Linked DNA regions of Mus musculus: region 1 is linked to region 2. The links are chromatin contacts, called in public Hi-C maps. All regions are on one chromosome and are shown on one strand. Each heading gives the region's core, a stretch centred on a gene start, on an enhancer-like site or on the middle of the called end of the contact. The rest is flanking DNA. Distances are from core to core; before and after follow the strand shown.

The links. Hi-C and Micro-C count contacts between places; a contact is called where the count stands out from the background.
Region 1: a Hi-C map of cortical neurons shows a contact between it and region 2, with 2.1 times the contacts expected there. The contact joins the enhancer-like site here to the promoter of Atp8a1 in region 2. A contact is called at or near these places in 2 of 39 promoter capture datasets (the C10 cell line and hippocampal neurons), 4 of 484 Hi-C or Micro-C datasets (cerebral cortex, cortical neurons and uterus) and 4 of 115 datasets of contacts at active chromatin or transcription factors (bone marrow-derived macrophages, forebrain, neural progenitor cells and 1 more).

What each region holds. Positions count from the first base shown.
Region 1 is chr5:68,094,006-68,099,917 of GRCm38.p6, reverse strand. All of the region lies in intron 1 of Grxcr1 (glutaredoxin, cysteine rich 1), which reads right to left. Among named protein-coding and RNA genes, the nearest start is that of Grxcr1, 65 kb to the right of the region's middle. Within about 2 kb of position 1,492, at least 30 of the 459 cell types and tissues checked have an H3K27ac peak or open chromatin away from gene starts, as enhancers often do. A contact at or near this core is called in cerebral cortex, cortical neurons, forebrain and 2 more, where this site is marked.
Region 2 is chr5:67,845,258-67,850,401 of GRCm38.p6, reverse strand. It overlaps Atp8a1 (ATPase, aminophospholipid transporter (APLT), class I, type 8A, member 1), which reads left to right and starts at 2,971. Exons shown (of 37, transcript NM_001038999.2): 1 at 2,971-3,240. The coding sequence starts at 3,192.

The sequences.
Region 1 (5,912 bases), core at 243-2,742, 250 kb before region 2:
AGTGGATGCTCACAGTCAGCTAATGGATGGATCACAGGGCTCCCAATGGAGGAGCTAGAGAAAGTACCCAAGGAGCTAAAGGGATCTTCAACCCTATAGGTGGAACAACATTATGAACTAACCAGTACCCCTGAGCTCTTGACTCTAGCTGCATATGTATCAAAAGATGGCCTAGTCGGCCATCACTGGAAAGAGAGGCCCATTGGACACGCAGACTTTGTGTGCCCCGGTACAGGGTTACGCCAGGGCCAAAGGGGGGGAGTGGGTGGGTAGGGGAGTGGGGGTGGGTGGGTAAGGGGGACTTTTGGTATAGCATTGGAAATGTAAATGAGCTAAATACCTAATAAAAAAAAATGAAAAAAAAAAAAAAAAAAAAAGTAGAGATGTCAAAAACAACTTCACCACATACAAGACCTGATTGGGAAAGAAACATTTGTTGTGGTTGTGGTTCTTCCTCCTCCTCCTCCTCCTCCTCCTCCTCTTCCTCCTCTCCTTCCTCCACTTCCTCCTCCTCCTCTTCCTCCTCTCCTTCCTCCACTTCCTCCTCCTCCTCCTCCTCCTCTTCTTCTTCTTCCTTCTTCTTCTTCTTCTTCTTCTTCTTCTTCTTCTTCTTCTTCTTCTTCTTCTTCTTCTTCTTCTTCTTCTTCTTCTTCTTCTTCTCCTCCTTCTTCTTCTTCCTCACTGACTGTAGTACTAGCTATGAATTTCTCATGTAGAGAAATGATAAAGATATTGGCTATAATAAAGATACTGCCTTCTGTACAAGATTTTCTTTGAATCTCTATAATGAACAGATGTTGAACTGGATGCATTTTGGATTGGAGAGGATCTGCTATAACTACCAGCTCTTCCTGATAGAGAACTTTGGGTTATATCCTTTTAAAATAACTATGTGTCTTCTTTTCAGTCATGAGAATATACAACATAGGTATGTATCATAGTATGCAATCAAAACAAGTCCTTAGCAATATGGCTTACAGTATGAAATAACAGTATACATAAGAAAATGTAGTGTTGCAACTTGCTAGGTACAATGAGAGAAATGCATATGTAGCTAGATGAACATTGTACAGGACGCTTTCTATGTTTGCTTTAGAGGCCCATTTCTGACATTTGTGTTGATAGTGAAAGGATAAGGTTAGGTAAAAATCCAAAGGAATGTACTACCTGACAGTGCAATGGCATGGGGGGAGCTTGGGATTCACCTCAAATGTCTTTTTTTTAAAACATAAAGAAGGGGAAATTCCATGTTACTAAACTCCTCTAGCTCTGTTTGAAGGCCTCCTGTCCTGTGTTTCATGGCCACTTTTAATCTGAGGAGCCTTTAGCCTAAGAGGAATGTGATATCCATAAAGGATGCTGCAAGTTGCACTGAATCATATTAACATTTCAAAAAGATGGAGAAAGGTCAGTGACACAGTTGCATAAGATGGACACCACACAAATGTAGCCAGTGCTAATGGTAGCAGGATCTAAACAAATGGTTTTCCAAGAGTTATGTAGGCCACATTCTGAATAATTATGTTCCTGCCAACTCCTTCAGTCTAAGAACAAAAGGCTGAATGAACATGGGAAAAATTGAGGTTAGGGAATGTGGTTATATATTAGAGTAGAATATTAGGTATAATTTAGAAGTATGCCTGCCTAGATCAATTTTATGATATAAATTTTAAATAATAATTTTGTTGACAAAAATTGTCTATATTTGGTTCATTTTTCTATCCCTCAACAGATTTGTCAAAGCATCTGGCCAGAAATCTAAAAATAGCTCCTCAGTGGTACACTATCCATTTCCTCCCTCCCAGAGGGTTACCATGGCAATATCGTGAGGATAGAAAGGATGGAAGACCCTAGAACAGCATAGATGAGGCACTGCTGAGAGGTCTGCCGATCTCAAAGAGTCCCAGGGAGCAATAAGGACAGGTCTCTTCTCCTTGGTAAAGGTTTCAGAAATGCGTCGTGCAGATGCCTAGGAGCTTCCCCACAATCTGGAGAAAATAGACAGAAAGGGAGGAAATGGGTATGAGTGAGTCTGAGGGGCTGAGTCAGCCTGTGTGCCCTGGCTATGCAATAGGCACTGTGAAATGGTGTCAGCATCACCACTCATCTTTAGGCACTCAGAAGCCTTCACTCCACTGGATCAGCCCTTGGAATTAGTCCCCATACGTCCAGTTCAGCAGAGGTACAGAGGGACACAGGCTTAGCCCCTCAGCCTGGAGCAAATCCAGTGGACTGTTTACAGTAGTTGCCTGTTAGGTCTTAGCCAGGGTTGAATAGACTTTTTGATAGTCTTCAAAACCTTGCTCAAGTGTACCTCCAAGACCTAAAAGAATCCAGATCTAAAAGCCAGAAGAATTCCAGTCTTAAGACATCATCATCATCATCACCACCACCACCATCATCACCATCATCATACGTTTAAAACTTCTTTGAGCATCAGTGGCATACACAATGCTAACAACAAATTTAGTGTATTTAATTCTTATAGTGAAATTTCCATGATGATACTGTCTGAGGTCATGAATCTAAATTCTAGCTTCAGAGAGGATCTTGATTAGATGACAGAGTTATATAGATTCAACCAAGTCAGCGTGGAAAACTAGATAGTGGCCCTTCCAAAGTCTGGGAGCTCCCCAGCTCCCCCACTGGACCCTCCTGAACCCCAGCACCTCACTATTGTGTCCTTTCCCTTTTCATACCAGAGTGGTTACTAACTCACACTCTGTTGATAGACTCCATTGCCCATGAGGTAGACTGTGACTCAGAATCTTTGCTTCCTTACCAAATTATATCCCACATTTAGCAGTAAGTTATATCACACTGGGGTACAATTTTCAGAGAATGTGTGTGTGTGGCTGTGTGTGTGTTGTCATTTGTCTTTTTTGAAAGACTCCTTTGAGATAAGTAAAGTGAGAGATCCTTTGTCCTCCTCCTGAAAGCAAGCAGGCCAAGAGATTAGCTTTAAGTTACATAGCACATCAGAAAGCACTCTGGGACCAGACCCAGATTTCTTGATGACCTGACAGGCCAGTCTGAAGATTTTAATCAGCAGGCCAGCAATGGAACAGAGCAATGGCTTCTGCAAATGGCAGAATATTCTTCATCTGTTCCTTGCTTGCTTTTCCTCTTCATGAGACTCTGCGAATACTTGTAGTTAGTTCAATGTATGTTAATAGATGCATCTTAACATTGTGTTAAATAACTAACCACTCACCCTAATTCTCAAAGGTGTAGGTGCAGAGCTCTAAAGAAGGGAACTTCTCCACATTTCTTTGTGAGACACAAATGGTTCATTTAAACATAGCCCTGACTCCTGTTTACTGTATCTTCAAGGTATCTCTGGAGACTTCCTGTGCGTTAGTTTCATCGTCATATGTAATGAAAATTGTGACCTAGACTTAACAGATGAGGAAATCTAGGCCTGTTAATAAGCTTAAGGTGCCCAGGTAACTCCGAGGAAAGGGACCAAGGTCAGAGCAGAGTGTGTGCCCTTTCTGGAGCCTGGTATCATATGACCCTGCAAGTTATAAATAACCAAAGAAAGACACTGGTAGAGAACTGAATGGCAAGTTATACCAGGATGTGATTGTCACATGGACAGTCCTCGAAACGCCTGCTTCTCCCTCCACTTTTAACCTTTGTTTAAATGTCACCCCCCCCCCCCAGGCAACCAATTCTCCGTACACCATCAGCAAAAGACCCTGTCTCTTACCTAATCTTTTCCTTTAAAGTAGGCAGGACGATGGAATATTATACAATGCAAACTATTTGCTCGCTACCAGGACCTACAAATAAATTATAGCTCTACTAAATCAGGGACTTAGGTTTTTCCTAAGAACTAAGAACCCATAACACAATCTGGCATGTAGTAGGTACATAATAATAATTTCTATGCTTTTCTATCATTTAGATCAATTTTGTTCATTTCCCTCTTAGCATCTAAATAATCGTAACTTAAATATACTCAAACATTGGGAGTCCCTTGTTTGTAAAATCAAGAAGTTATACCATTTGTGCAGTAAGATTCTTTGACAAATGAAAAATAACAAAAATCTGGTGCCTAATAAACACTCAACAAAAGATATGTTGTGTTGAAAATCTCATTGCTAATATAAAATGCCATTGACATATCAGCTTCCTTACTGCTCTATAAGCTAAAGGTCACAAGTAAAGATACACACTGATATGTGCTTCAATGGCGGGCTCTTATACTGTTATGCAATGATTACAAACCAAATCTCCCACTAAGGGCAATTGTTATTCATATTTTTTATGCATGTGGAAACAGTCAAGTTGAAAATTTTTACCACGTGTCATAAATCCTTTTCTCAGCGACCCACTTTGTCATATGTACAAATGAGCAAGCACTCTGTGCAGGTGAACATTTCTAAAAGAAGGGCTTTCTGGTTTGTTTATTTCCCAAGCCTGTAAGAAAAATGTTAATGAATTCCCAAGAAATTGTCTATTTGTTCAGATTGATTGCTGAACTGGCCGAGTCATTAACTGAGAATTCAATACTATCCTACACACTAAAATTAAAATGAGTGTTCAGAGAAAGCTCTTCCGAGACACCCCTGATCTTGCAGCATGTCTGACTATGTGGATGAAGAAAAGAAGCCTCCTTCTCCCACCAGAAAGCTGCTGGCTGTGGCAGTGTAATGCTGGCATTCACTCCTAAGCCAGCTCAAAGTTTCAGGTGAAAACCTGCACTTTAATCTTCTGAAAACCCAAAGAACATGGCAGCAGGAAAGACTTGCATTCCAGCCCAGAGCAGTAAGCAGAGCTTGACCAAGCCTCCCCTTTAGAGAGCTCTTGTCTCTTCATGCTGCCTTTCCTCTTATTCCTCTGTATCCAGACAATTCCAATTGCTGGCATTGTCCACAACAGCCATTAGATTTGTATTCATCATGTGGTATCAAGGATACCCCATGTATTCTTTCACATGTGAAGAAAAAAAAATACAGACCTCCACAGTCTAATTATTTGGAACAATTTTTTTTCTTTGTTTTTGAGACAAAGCCTCAAGTTCCCAAGTGCTGGATACGGGCATGAGCCACCATGCCCTGTTCAAACTTTTGTTTGAGAAGCAAATGCTGTGTACTGGGAAGAAACCCATCTCAACCTCGGCTTTGGCACTTCGTGGCTGTGATCATAGAGTTCTGGTCCAGGGGGTACCCAGAAACCTAATTGATCAAGTTCTGTTTCTGGATCTGTATACAAAGATGTTTCTAGAGGAAAATTGCATTTGAATTTTAAAGAGTATAGAAAGAATATAGTCAGACACCATGAAGTCTGGGGTGGGAGTAGCTGAGCAAGGCAGAGAGGTTGAGCAAGGCTAGCCCTGTGCTCTCTACCTGGCTATTTGACATCCACCCTCTTTTTCCCTTGTGTTTTTTGCTCTGAAGGTTATGGAGAGATACAGTTGCTTTCAACTGTATTGAGGTTTACCTGGGTCTCCAACTTGGCAAAACTTAAGAAGACTTCACAACCCCCATATGTCCAAGGCTAACATCATATAAAAATCCTTTGCTGGACATAAATACCTTTCTGTACAGAGACACATAACGGCTGTGTCTTGGTTTGGGTTCTACAGCTATGATTAAATATCATGAGCAAAAGCAATTTGGGGAAGAAAGATTTTATTTCACCTTGTATCTTATATTATAGCATCCAAGACAAAGCAGGAACTTGAGGCAGGAACAGCTGATGTAGATGTAGAGGCCCTGGAAGGGTGCTGCATACTGCCCTGCTCCTCGTGATTTGCTCAGCCTGCTTTCTGATGTGGTCAGTCATCTTCCCTGCCAGCTGAGGTTTCTACCTCCCAAAGGAGTCTAGCTTGTGTCGGTCGGGCTGACAAAACAGCACAGAGAGATGGACTGCTGCTCTTGTTCCTCTGGAGAGATCTAATGGGA
Region 2 (5,144 bases), core at 1,722-4,221:
GTTTTCTGCGGTTACTCAATAACACAAACCATCCTAATTAAAATTAGAATTAAGGGAAGAATTTCCCCTTAGCTCCTCTGGGGCGGTTCCTGAGAAAGTGATGAGCATTCATTATCTTGGAGCACAATGTAGTTGGTAACGAGAAGGGAGTCCAGGGGACACTACCATAAAGATGACTAGGAGTGGGCACAGCTGGAGTTCCTAACCTAATTTAGAAGGCCCATGGTGTCCTTAGATTGATAATTAAGACTCTGTAATTGAGCCGGGCAGTGGTGGTGCATGCCTTTAATCCCAGCACTTGGGAGGCAGAGACAGGCAGATTTCTGAGTTCAAGGCCAGCCTGGTCTACAGAGTGAGTTCCAGGACAGCCAGGGCTACACAGAGAAACCCTGTTTCCAAACAAACAAACAAACAAAGCATCTCACTGTCTAGACAATCTTTTTGTTTGACTGTTGTAGAGTTAGTGTCTTACTGGCCTATACTTGTTGCTTCTTGTCTAGCTGGAATGGAATGTCAGCCATCTTGTATTGATAGCTAGCTTTTTTCCCCCACTGCCTTCTAAGCCTAGCACTCGGGCCCAGGCCCTAACGTGAACTTAATGTATATTTTCTGCATAATGATAAAAAGTTATCCTTAAGGCGGCTGTCCTTAAATAGCCTGCTTCCTTCTTAGTCGGGTCAGCAGGCAAAGTAGTCACAGGACCTGAAAATGTTTAAATGGCTTGCTGACATCTGCATTCAACTGCAGATTCTGTAACAAGGTCATGTTGCTAGAACCAGAGTTTCCTGCCAGGGGCTGGCAGGATACACGTCTCACACAATGGAAGGTGAGATCTCTGAGCTCTGATACCAAGCTGATGCAGATTAGTGCACTTCTCAACCTCAATTACAGTGCTGAACCATGAAAATGGATGACTTTCTAACAACCGTGGGGGAGCAGATTTTCAGAAACCAAGGAGCTATGGTACTCCTGCCAATATGGATTCTGTGACAGGAGCATGTGGGAAAGAGCCAGGGGGAAGCCACAAGCTGCATCTTGCCATCTTGTCTGTATGAGAAACTGTTTTCATTTCCTATCTGAATGACCTAGGTTGTCAACTTGGCTGATGCACACATGTCAGGTGGCACTACAGAAAACAGGTACCATTGGAACTCACGTTAGATGGTTATTATAGTAAGCAGACGTGAATCTCACTGAAAGGCTCATAACAGTTACAGAAGGGATTGTTCATAAATCAAACAGATCATTTTTGGGTTCATAAAAATCTCATGTAAAATCTTAATCCGAAAACCACTCCCACTCCTACATTTGTTTGCTTACTTTTAAGCTGATTTTCCCTGCCCCTTGGTTCTTAGTCTTCCACTTGGTTTCAGACTCATTTATATCCATCAAGAGGAAGCCTGGTCCCCCCCCCCCCACACACACACACACACGAGATTATGGAGCCTAGGAGGAGTAAAAGCCGCCAGCGATGACAGTCTTGATAAGGCTGTATTCATTTTCTTTTTTTTTTCAAAGGACTACGGTTTTAAATTATGGCTATCGCTGGCACAGACACATTTACGTTTGAGTCTGCTCTAACCTAAGGAGATTCCAAGCACACTGGAAATAATATGTTTCCTTTGTTCTGATCCCAACCACTGAATAAGAGACAAGTGGAGAGGGTTCCTCATAAATATGTATTGACCGCCTGGGTATTAATGTGAGTGAGTGAGGTAGAACTCTGATTAGTGAATGAGATCTTCCGGGAAGTAGAGGAACTATCACGAATGGAGAGAAGATGCTATTAGCGGATTTTATTTATTTGTCTTTTTCCTTATGCTCGAGTTGCAGTCATATCTCTCTCTCTCTCTCTCTCTCTCTCTCTCTCTCTCTCTCTCTCTCTCTCTCGTTCACCCTCTACCCATCTCTCCTTTCTGGATCTCAAAGGAATACTAATAAAAAGCCTTGCTACAGGCTCTTTCCGCTAGGTGCCCAGAAGAACAGTACACGAAGCCAGTACCTTTTACCTTTATTCCTTTCTTACCCTGCTCAGGAGCTTGCTAGACACAAAGCTCCCCTCATCCTATCTCGAGGCTGAAATCGGGAACAAATTAAAAATACTGCATTTGTTTCGACTTGTTAGATTGGATTTTACTACACAAAATAAAAGGCACTGAGGTCGTGCTGGTCTCTAGGACATAACGACTTGTAATTAACATCTTTATGGATTTTATACCGACGCCCCACTAGGCTTTGAGGATAAACTACTGCATCGAACTTTCTGGAGCAGAAACCACAAACAGCATAATTTTTGCTTGGTTAACCACGTGGTCAACAGTTGGTTTGGTTGCAGTTTCAGAGCCTTAACAGGTTGCAGAGGACGAACTGGTGGGAAGTACGGGCTCACACACCCACGCAGGTTGTGTGGCTGGAAGCCTTAAAACGACAAGAGGAACCGTTCCAGTGGCTTCAGGTCTCACAGCCTGCTACTACAGAGGGTTCACGTTCATCTCAGGCCAGGAGTCAGGCTGGGTGTTGAGATAGGCTAGGATTCCACTCAGAGGGCGAATGCAGGGTCCCCCCACATCAGCAGAGACGTCACCCACAGAGTCTCAGAGGCTTAGACTCAAGCTGCCCACACCGAACCCAACACCCTGGCGCTGAGGACGGTCGGTTCTATCGCATTGTAGAGCCAGAAGGTGGCTGTAGGGGATGCCAGAGCTTTCAGAGCTAAAGAAGCTCTTCCTCTTTTATTAAGGCTTGGGACACTTGTACTGGCCTCAAGGAGGGCCGAGGTGGGCCGAGAAGCCGAGAATGCTAGATCGAAGTCCCCTCCCCGCGGATGGTACGGTCCGAACTGGGCGGGACCTGGAGGCTCGGCGGCCCTGTCCCCGCCCCACTCCAGGAGGCCAGCGAGTGAGCGCGCGCCCCGCAGACCCCGCCCCCGGCGCCGTCCCCGGCTCCGCCCCTCGAGCCCGCTCCTCTGCCACTGCGGGGAGACCTAGGCGGCTCTGCGGACGCAGCTCCTTCGCCGCCTTCCCCCTCCCGTCCAGTGCCCAGGCGGCTCCTGGCGGCGACGCTGCCCTGGGTGGGAGGCGCGGCCCCGCGGCAGCTGAGCCCTCTGCGCGGCGCAGCCAGCTCTCCCGCCCGCGCGGCGCCGTGACAGGTGCAGGGTCCCCGCCCGAGACCCACCTGCAGGGGCTGTCGAGATGCCGACCATGCGGAGGACAGTGTCGGAGATCCGCTCGCGCGCGGAAGGTGAGTGACCGCCGCAGCAGGAGGCTGTGCGCCCAGAGTGCGTGGGGGCAGGTGCTAGCAGCCTGGGGTCTGACGTGAGTGTGTGTGTGTGTGTGTGTGTGTGTGTGTGGCCGGGAAGAGACACCTCATCCCATCTACACCCCCTCCTCCTTTTCCCAGTAGTCTGGTTGTCGCCCCTGATCGCCAGTGAACCCTTCCGCCAGCTCTGCCTTCAGCGCACTAGCAAATGCTTTCCAGGATCCAAAACCTCGGAATTTATGCGCTGGCGGGAGCCCCAAGGTTTCCTTTACACCGCAACGCGACTGTTCAGTCCTTGTCTCCCAGAGCACTCGCCCGGCTCTCCTCCTTCGCCAACAGCGCACAATCTTTGCAATCTGCCTGTTCCCAGTGAGTTTACCCGTGCCCATGAATAGATCCCTCCAACCTACTATCTCCAGCGCCCACCATTGTGTTGCCCCCACATCACAGCTTCCCGAAGAGCGGGTTTGCCATTCCCAGGCGTCGCAGATTCTTTGATCCACTGTTCCCAGCATCTCTAGGCTGGAAGAGCCTTAATTGGGTTTGGGTGCTCAGTGGATACCAGGCTGCGTTCCAGTCTCTGCACTTCTGCCCCCTGTGGCTCACCGGGCTCTAGTTTGAGGTTTCATTTTTGTTTTTCATTTTTGCTTGAAGCCTGCACTTCGGCCGACTGAACTGACTTGAGTAAGGTGCATGCTGCTTTTGTTGCTCCACCCAGGGCCAGCTGTTGAGTGGTTCCACTTGTAGGAAGTGTGCAACAGATGCCCTAGGTTATGGGCTAGGACGCTTTGGCAAAGACTGAGATGGTGCTGTGCACCCTGATTGAGGAGCCCTTCTCCTCCTGTCTGGCGTGTGGCAGGCTTTCAATAAACACCTCTTGGTTTTACTAGGACAAAAAGGAAACGGTATACTTTTATTTTCTTTCTTTTGTTTGTCTGTTTTTCCATTCCAGTAACTCTGCCCTTCAACGTTGTGGAATGGCACTATTTTGAGAAATAATCTATCTTGTTACCGTCACTGATTCTCATCCCTGCCCCCATCTTGACCGTGAGATAGATGATAACGGGGTGGTGGAGGTGGAGTAGAAGCAAGGAGAATAGGATTTCTGGGGGCGGGAGTAGTAAGAGCTGTAAGGACCTCATGTGAAAAATAGGAATTCCGGGCTCTAATATGTAGGCAAGAGACAAGGGAATCAAAACTGACCTGCATCTTAAGAATTTAGTATATAAGCGTATTTTTTTTTCAATTTCGAGGAAAATGAATGAATGCACTAACCACAGTCTGAATGATAGAAGCAACAAAGTTAGGATAACTGGTGTTAAAATATTATTTATCACGCCAGTTGATGTTTTTAAATACTAGCAACCAGCAGGTCATATATTAAGGGGGAGGGAGGGAAGAGAAAGAAATCTAAAGGCAAGGTAAAGCTGCTGTCACTTTGACAGAATATACAGTAGCATGGAGAGGCAGCGGTAGGCACCTCCTGTGTTCAGAGCGCTTTCACAACAATTGCCTTATGGGGCTCTTGCACCACTTCTGGAGGCTGTTGAAAGTGGAGGAGGATGGCTGAGGAGACCTGGCTCAGAATGGCTCAATGAGTTGATCAAAGGGAAACAGCTAGTTCAGTGATATACTGTATCAGGGGCTCAGAAAGAAAACAAGCGCTCCTGCTGCTGAGTCTGTGCAGCCCTGAGTATCCATCGGTGTCAGGGTCCTCCTGCTGCCTCCGCCTCCGGAATGACCCTTCTTCCGGATTGGTTGATTTCACTTTAATATGAGCCAGCAGATAATATCTCTGGGACTGGGGGCTGGGAGGGAGGAGGAGGGGCGTGGCCTGTTGATTGGCCTTCCACAGGTTCCTCTCAGAGGGAACAATCTCCTTTGAC